2 separate regions of the Mus musculus genome follow, and region 2 is linked to region 1. The links are chromatin contacts, called in public HiChIP or PLAC-seq maps. All regions are on one chromosome and are shown on one strand. The core of a region is the stretch at or near the end of the contact, and the rest is flanking DNA. Distances in the headings are between cores, read along the strand shown.

Region 1 (4,633 bases), core at 1,406-3,905:
TCTTTCTATTTATCTCCGTCCCTTCTATCTCTTCAGGAATGGCCCTAAGGGTGGGGACACTTGAGGCTTTGTCTTGGTTAATGAATTCCTAATACCAAGCAACTAGTGTTCAGGATAAAGGATTGGTGGAGACCAAAGACTAGTGTGGGGGTACAGGAGGACAGAAAGAATTTTAGGAAGTAAAACTGATTACTGAGAGGGTCACTGCAAAGCTTGGGGCTAGACCACAGCTCAGTGGTGGAGCCCTAGCATCATATCCAGGAAGTTCCCAATTCATCCCCCCCCCCCCCCACACACACACACACCACCACCACCACCACCGCCGCGCGAGTGCACACACACACACAAGCCACAGCTAACACTTGCCCCTGATAGTGGTGCCCATTGACAATCCCAGCACCCTGGAGTCTGGGGCAGGCAAATTACTGTTCAGGGAAAGAAAAAGAAAAAAAAAGGCTTTAGAAATACTTCCTGCATGAGAGTATGAAGTCTGATCAGGGTGAGTGGTTTTCTCCAGTGAAGAGGCCTTTAGTGTAACCCTAACTGAAATATGGACAGACTTTCTCTTGAAGCCAAACAAGTGGATTTTCAAGTTCCACAGCAATGAAATGCCTGGGAGGAGACATCAGCCTGCTGCAGCCTTCCACACATTAAGCATTGAGACACATGATGCAAGGCTGGGCCTAGCTGAGTGACAAGAGACATACCTCCATGTGCCAGCAGACACACATGCACACAAGCATCCATGCACACACAGCACACACGCACATGCGCGCGTGCACACACTGGAGATAGAAGACACTAATAAAAAATAGCCAGAGCAGAACTTGTTTCCAGCTCCGAGGCAGAGTTCTTCTCCAGTCTGGGCAGCACAGTGGGGCACTCTCTTAAAGAGTAGTTCATTGGCAGAGGCTTGCCAGCCATTTCAAAGGCCCTGGGTTACCCTCAGCACCAAAAGCAATCATAAGGATCAAACTGGAAGGGTTCCTGATGCCTCCCAACGCAGGCCAGTCGTCTCTTAAACAGCTCTTCCCCTTGTTCATCTGAGGAGACACATCTCTGAAGCTCACAGGTCCCAGCCAGGGGAAGACCCCCTCATCCAGAAGCAACTGTCTCTAAAGCTCAGTTTCCAGACAGCCCTCATCTCCCTTCTTGGAGTGCAGCTATAGGTGCCCCTGAATGTCTTTTCCAGGAATTAGCATTGTCCCGCCTCCCTGTTGTCTGTCCCAGGAATGCAAGTGGCCAGATATATCAGAGAACCGACCGCCTCCCTGGAAGAAAGGGGCTCCCGTGGCAGCCTGGTTGCCTCTGGCCTCCCTCAGATGGAAACAACCTGTGCAGGCGGCAGCTGGAACACCAACCTCCCCACAGCTGACTCCAGTCCGCCCACTGCCTGGTTAGTTGCCTTCCACCTACCCAGCTGCCAGGGGCAGGTGCACCGTGCCTTTAAACACACTTTTGCCCCTTTCCTTCCAATAGCCCTAAGCAGCTTGCTTTTTTATTGTATCTGAAGATCTTTTCAGAGTATGTGTGGGCTGGTAGATCTTTGGGGTCATCCACAGCGTGACCATGCTCATCTTGTCTCAGGGTCTCATGTGTGTCATCGTCCATATTAGATGTGGTGCTGCAATGTGTGTCCCTATCCTTGTGGGAGCCATGGTTGGACAATTATCTAGAAGGGAAATAGCTGGGTCAAAGGTGTAGGTAGTTTGAAGTGTTACCAAACTGTTCTAAAAAAAATCCGGCCCTGTGCCAGCAGCTGCCTGCCGGCAAGCAGCTCTCTGCTCCAGTGCCCAGACCTTTCCCCAGTCTGATAAATGACAATGATACTTCATTGTTGGTCTTAATTTACAGGTTGGTTTTTTTGGGAGGAGGATGGGGTTTTTGTTTTGTTTTGCTTTGCTTTGCTTTTTGAAACAGGGTTTCCTGTAGCTCTGTCTCGTTTCAAACTCTATGTAGCTTAAAATGACTTTGAGCTTTTGATCCTCCTGCCTCAGCACCTTAATTCTCAGTCACTAGTTTTGTTGCTGTTGTTCACCTGGCTGCTTTGTTGATGTTTGTTTTTGTGTGGCAGGGTGTGACTGAATAGCACCGACCTTCCTGGAACCACGCTTTGTGTAGTCTAGGCTGGAATTGACTAAAATCCCCCTGCCTCTGCCTGCAGAGTGCTGAGATTAAAAAGTGTGTGCCACCACACCTAGCCCATTAACCTGCAGTTTTGAAGCTGTAGACAGTTCCTGGTTGGCTTTAATGTGAACTTGTGACCTTTTCACAGAGGACAATTGAAACTGAGGACTTAGGGTAACAGGCTCACTGGGGAGGATAAAGGAGTACTAGGAAAGGGACAGGTCCTGGGAGACCAGAGGCAGGGCAGAAGGTCCATGCCCACAGGGATCAGGGATGGGGTTCTAGGTGGGACTGTCCTGAGCAGCCAGTATCTGGAAGGTACCCTTCAGTGCTAGGTCAGCTCTTGGTTTGAAGTATACAAGATGAAGTCCCAGGTACAGTGATCCCATTTTCAAGTAGAAACCAGGCCAGATCATGGCCAGCTGGGTGAAAAAAGGGTTTAGGAGGAGGGCTAAAGTTGTCCATGGGACAAAGGGTCATGGGCGTGGAAACTCCTAAGGAATGTGGCTACTGGTTGGAACTAGCCCAGCCCCTCCCTGCTCAGTACTAGGCTCCAAACTTTTGTCAACTTCTTGCACCAAACTGAAGGCTACACAGTACAGTGCAATGTTTGAGTTAGGTTTTTTGTTTGGTTGGTTTTTTAGTGTTGTGGGCTGTTTTTAGTGCATCCTTATGGCACAAGACTCTAATTCCAGCTCGTGGTAGGCAGAGAAAAGAGGAGCATCATGAATTACAGACCAGCCTGGGTCATTTCTTAAGTCCTGCTTACATAGCCCACCCGCTGTGGAGATTCTGACTGTAACAGTGACCACACTGTGTACTACCAGGCTTCTCTAATCTGGAGATCCAGAGGAAAAAGGAAAAAGAACAGCTCACCCTTGTCTGATGGCCTGACAGTAGAGCCTCCCTGTCCTAGACTCAGCTTGAATGGCCAGCCCTTTACCTCAGGCCTCACCAGGAGAACACTCGTACAGGGGAGGGGTGGGAGGACAGGCAGGAAGTGGCTAATGGGCTAGGCCTGGACACACCTACTCTGGCTCCTCCCTGGCTCTGTAGATCTAATGAGCTTCTGTTTCTAGGGAAGCTAGAAAATGATTTTTTTTTTCTTCAAAATGTTCACTTTGAGAACAAAAACCAAACTGTTTGTTGATTGAAACAGGGTTTCCCTGTGTAACCCTGACTATCTGTCCTGGAACTCACTCTGTAGACCAGGCTGGCCTGGAACTCAAATCCACTTACCTCTGCCTTCCTAGTGCTGGGATCAAAGGCATGCACTGCCACTCCCTGGCTACAAAACAATTCTTGTAAGGACTGGAGGACATACCTTTGTGGGTAAAAGTGCTTGCAGCTCAAGGCTAAGGACTGGAGTTCAGATCCCAGCACCCACATAGGCCGAGTGTGGCAACATGCACCTGTCATGGTGGATTTGGGGGATGCTGGCAAGTTTAGCTGAGACAGCATGTTCCAGATTCTGTGAGAGACCTTAACATTAGGAAACAGCCCGCTATGATGGTGCATGCCTTCAATCTCAGCACTAGGGATGCAGGGTGGGTAGAGCTGTCTATGGTTCAAGGCCAGACACAATAGAGTAACCATGTATCAAAAGATGAAGGTGCTGTAATCCCAGCACTCGGGACACAGGTAGATTTCTGAAGCAGAAACTTGTCAATTGGATGGTGTTTTGTTGGGACACACATGAAGGAACGTTTAGCTGAAGTGGACACAGGTGAAAGACTAAGGAATGTTTGGCTGAAGCAGGCATAGATAAAAAGGTGTTTTGTTAAAGCAAGCACATGAAAGGACGTGTGGTGAAAGATTTTTTTTATTAAGGACACACATGTATTGGTCTGTCTTATATTGTGTAGTTGAGCTGTATTTATCGGGACTCAATAGAAAGAAATACAGCAAAAAACAAAAACAAAAAAACTTCTGGTGGTGTGCCACAGTTTCTTGTCCCTTGAGTGGACTTGGGGTGATTGACAGAGTGATGTCAGCTGTGACAGACCCACATGCTGAGACAAGACCTGTAGAAGACACATGTTTAGACAGTATAAATAGGACTCAACGGACAATGACCAAGGCTGAGCTTGGCTTGCTTATAGAACTAGCTGTGTACTGCCTGTGGGTCTCATGTCTTCGTTGGTCTTCGCTTCCCTGAGAGAGTCACAGCCTAACCCTGAGAACTCCTCCTGGTATTCCTCCAGGTCCCTCCTGCTGACTTGAGCTAAGGCTGATGCCTGTCTGTTCCTATTAGGCCGTGACACTGCTGCTACTACCCTGATATTTCTGTTTGTAACTGGTGTTTCTCAATGGATGGAGCTGCCTCTGCTAACCTATAAAGTGAACTGCCAATTTCCAGACAACACAGACAGGACTTAATCCAGAGAATCATTTCTAAACAGGTCCACTTTCCCTGTATCCTTTCTTTTCCACTACCTCTGGTGGATGGTGGGCTAAAGGGAGGTTAAAACATTTTAAAACCATCATTAAAAATCGTGTTTTAAAG
Region 2 (4,139 bases), core at 844-3,343, 98 kb before region 1:
TTTGGAGATGGCCGAAGTATGAGTGGGGGTGGGGCTTGGATCAGAGGGCGGCAACCGACTGGAGATAGTGGTCCAGCCGACCTGGGCGGGGTTCAATGGGTCGGGTTAGGGAAGGAAGCTCCGCCCAAGCGGACTCGGGACGTGGGGGACGTGACCGCGCCAAGGGAGGAGCCGCTGCCGTATTGCCTGGAGTAGGCGGTCCTCTGCTTCTACCGTACTTGCAGCTCACGGCGCCAAATGCCCTGAGAGACCTAAGACTCACCCGTAGATTAGCTTGCAAGGCGGGCCAGTTCATTCTGCCCTTCACGAAGGCGAGCGAGGGCGCGCGACTGAACCTCTGGGATGCTGAGATGGGCTAGTTCATTATCCATCTACCCCCTCATGGCCCATTCCACTGATGGGAACAACGGCCAGAAGTCTGCTCTTGCCGCTAGGGCGGTCTCCATTCCTAACCTGCCCCTGAGCCAGTGCTCAGTGCCAGCTGGACCAAGGCCTGGTCCAGAGGTCTCTAATTGCTTAGCATCACCATCCAGAAAGTCCCGCATGGGGCCCAAAGGTGTCTGCTTCTGGGCCTCCCCAGCCCTCCCCTTTCTGACCAGTTCACTGGAGGATTAGAGTCCTAAAGTCCCGGAACACCGGCATACTGTGGGGTCCCACGCACTGGCCCCTTCAACATTACTTCTTGATGGTTCTAAGGCCTACTGTGCTTTCTCCTCGCTGCCCCTCGAAATTTAGGCATCCAAGCAGTGAGATCGTTTTTACGGGGAGCAAGCCCTGCCCAAGGTCACTGGTGATGTGGCCAAGTCCATCTTGGAACCAAACCACTGGTTATTCAAAGTCCTTGCCAAGAAGGGGCCACATGTATCTCGGTAGTGTCCTCAGTGCCCCTTAAGGGGTAGACTCATCCTTTGCACAGCATCCTAGCTGTGCACTAGTCACTGCTCATCCTGAGTGAGTCCACACACTTTTAGGACTGTCCTCGTTCCTCAACACGGACGGACCCAGCACCCACGGGACACCAGCCAACTTTGGGCCTGTACAATGATGCCGGGAGCCCTCGGGGATAACCTGCTCCCAACAGAAGAACTTTGGGAAAGCTAATGAGCCTGTGTTATGGGGAGAACCTTGCCGTTACGCTCAGACCAACCTGTTGTCCTGAAAGGGTTCCTGTCGGCCTGGGCCCTGCTGCCCTCTCCTTGCTTGTCACCCAGATTCCAAGCACTATCAGCTGTCCAGAGTTAACAGTTTCTTGAGCCTGTCTGTTGACTGGACCAGCATCCAGGCAGGCGCCTAGTCAACCCACTTGTCAGGTAAGAAAACAGACCGTGCCTGGTTTTCCTATCGGATGAGAATAGAGCAAACAGAGCCCACTCCGGAGGAAAACCCCACTTTCATGTGCCTAGTTTGGGTTAATAGTGGTGGCTGGGTAAGAGTTGATGAGTTTAAGATGGTAGAAAAGGTGGATGTAAAGAGATGAAAGAGACCCGAGGGCATACCTCCCCCAACGTGGCACCATTCCGAAGCGCACGTGTCCCTCTCTCTCACTGGGCGGCCTGCTGACGCCCGCTGGAGATTCGGGGTTCCAAGGAGGCTGTAGCATTCCCACCAAATATAGCCCAGGTTCCCCGGCCGTCCGGCCACGCTCCAACCCTCTTGGGCCGAGCTATTTATACTCTGGACGTTTGGTCGCCCAGGGCAGCTGCCCTCCTGGACGAAGCCCAGCCCCCGAGGGCTACCGGATGGATAGATAGGCGTCTACGAGGGCAGGGAAGCAGGATGCAAGCGCGCAACTGGCTGTTCATGGCCCTTTGGTGGAGCCGCAGTGGTGAGAAGGTTCTCCAAGTCAAGAAAGAATGGGGCTGGAGAACCAGGAGGAGAGAGGGTCAGGGGCCGGGAGCTCCAGGTCTGGATCCCCCGCCTGATGATCGAAGGCCCCAAACCTTGGGCGACTGGAGGCGGGGGGAGGGTCCCAGCCTCGCTCCGCGCGCCAAGCATCTCGCCGCGCCTACCTGTTACCGCCAGCCGCTGTATCTGCCTCTGTCCGCCTTGGCTGCCCGGCGCCGCGCCGGGGGCGACTTTAAGTGCTCTCATCCGTCGCGCGGCACGTCCCCCGCGCACGTCACCGCTGCCTGGCGCCGCCCCTGCCCTCCCCACCCGGACCCCGCGCCGCTGCCGGAGGGGGCGCCCTGGCCGCTGTTCCCCGACGGCGCGGACAATGCCATCTCCACTTAACAGGGAGACCAGGCTGGCACTCGCTCTATAGGCGCCCGGGGCCCGGGCCCCACCCAACGCAGACCTTCTCACTGTTCTCTTCCGCGCCCTTGGGCCGTGACTACCCACCTCTGCTTCCCATTCTACCCTCCATTTATCCCCTCCCAAGACTGTGGGCTCCTTCCATGATTCCTGCAAGAGAGTGGCAATGTCCTCGCTATCTCCGAGACTGGGACCTTTTGCCCTCCAGACCCTGGCCTTCTGGCCTGCGCCTTCTGCCGGGTGGCACACGCCCCCACCACACCTCATGCACACAGGGCTCCTGCCGCCTGCCTACTTCGGACTTTCGCCCCATCCAAACCACCATACCTTGCTCGTGCCTCAGCCTGGGCTATTGTGTGGCTGTGGCAGCTGTCTTCCCTAGTTAGGAAGACTCAGGCACCTTGGACTGACCGGGGATCTTGGGCAAGGCTGTCAACCTCCCTGAACTTCCGTTTTCCCCTGTGGTCGGGGCCCTGCAACAAAGTCAGATACAGGCACTGACACAGCCCTGCTCTGTCGCCCCTCAACTCCTATAGAAGTGATTTTTATGGGGGGATTTCTGCTCCACTCTAGCCTGTATAGCTCCCTGGGGGGCGGGGGGGGGGGCAAAGAAACCTGGTGTTTTTATTAACAAGCTGTAAGTTTAAACCGGGCAGGTTCTGAGATTGCTATAACATCCTAACTATAGACGCCACATTACTTGCCAACTGAGTCTTGCTGTGTTTGCTCTGCCCCATGAGTGTCCTCAGCGATTTTCTCTCGGCCACGTGCTCATGGTCCATCCTCCCAGACCATCCTGCCTCAAGGCAGGCCTCTTCCTTCCCCTGCCTTTTTCCTTTTCCTGGTACCTACTGGAGATACCCCTACTCATCTCAAGTTCCACCTTCCTCTCTTTCCTGCCCAGTCACAGGCTTTAGCCTTTTACTATCCAATCAGAAGTTATTGGGGAGCATTCTCCACAGCACATTGGTCAATACGCTGCCCATGTCCAGACTGCAACCTGATCTTGGGGCACAGAACTCTTGGGGCATCTGAATACACAGAGCACAAGAGCAATCCTAACACTCCCAGCCCAGTGTGGGAGATGAGGACAGGACAGCAGCTTTGCATGCTGCTCTACAAATGCTGACTTCCCGGAAAGGAACAGGATTGGGAGAGAGTAGAGCCATTCTGAGCTGGGAGAGTTCTTTCCAGTCCTCCGAGGGGTGCAAGGGGTGCCGATTCAAACCCATGCCACACAATGGAAATGACCAATGACCGGGCAGTTTGGGTGAGGAGATGAGGAGGCATCTCGGAGTATGGCCTTTGGTGGACAGGGCCCAAGACACTTACCCTAGGGTACCCAGTCCATCTCACTTCTAATGTGGCTCCTAAATGACCCCAGGTCCCCCGAAACTAGGAAATTTTGATAATAACTCAACATTAGACAAAGATCTTAACACAGCCAGAATGGGAAAGGGTGACCTCCGAGTCCAGAAGGTCACAGCTGCCCATTCTTTTGACCATGATAGCAGTGGTGAAGAGGTTGGGCACCATGTGCCTTAGCTGTGGCTCCCATAGTCCACCATCCTGAGTCCTTACCTACGAAGATGCCCAGCCTGGTAAGGCCAGATGCTCTATCACGTGTTTACTCTCCAATGGCCCTCCATGAAGAGTCATTCAGACTCCACCCATGCCTAGGGCCTGACTATTATTCAAAAGGTGCTTCAGAAACAACACATGTGAGGACCCCATAGCCTACAAGTGGCACTGTGGGGGGGGGGGGGCTTCGATCCTTAGGGATGGAGACCTGTGACAGGTAGCTGACAAACTTCAGCCTCAGCCACTGGGTATGTCACAAATACCCAGACCCTTCCCACAGATGCTGGGGCATAGCCAGGTGTACT

Evidence for each region. HiChIP or PLAC-seq counts read pairs in DNA pulled down with a chosen protein or histone mark.
Region 2: an H3K27ac HiChIP or PLAC-seq map of embryonic stem cells shows a contact between it and region 1, with 9 read pairs. The contact joins the promoter of Slc16a3 here to the enhancer-like site in region 1. A contact is called at or near these places in 1 of 484 Hi-C or Micro-C datasets (embryonic stem cells), 8 of 115 datasets of contacts at active chromatin or transcription factors (embryonic stem cells, extraembryonic endoderm stem cells, memory CD8 T cells and 2 more) and 3 of 9 other capture datasets (adipose tissue, liver and pancreatic islet).

The regions. Positions count from the first base shown.
Region 1 is chr11:120,849,318-120,853,950 of GRCm38.p6, reverse strand. All of the region lies in intron 18 of Ccdc57 (coiled-coil domain containing 57), which reads left to right. Among named protein-coding and RNA genes, the nearest start is that of Fasn, 27 kb to the right of the region's middle. Within about 2 kb of position 2,655, at least 137 of the 459 cell types and tissues checked have an H3K27ac peak or open chromatin away from gene starts, as enhancers often do. A contact at or near this core is called in adipose tissue, embryonic stem cells, extraembryonic endoderm stem cells and 3 more, where this site is marked.
Region 2 is chr11:120,947,021-120,951,159 of GRCm38.p6, reverse strand. Slc16a3 (solute carrier family 16 (monocarboxylic acid transporters), member 3) reads right to left here and starts at 2,093. Exons shown (of 6, transcript NM_001038653.1): 1 at 2,010-2,093.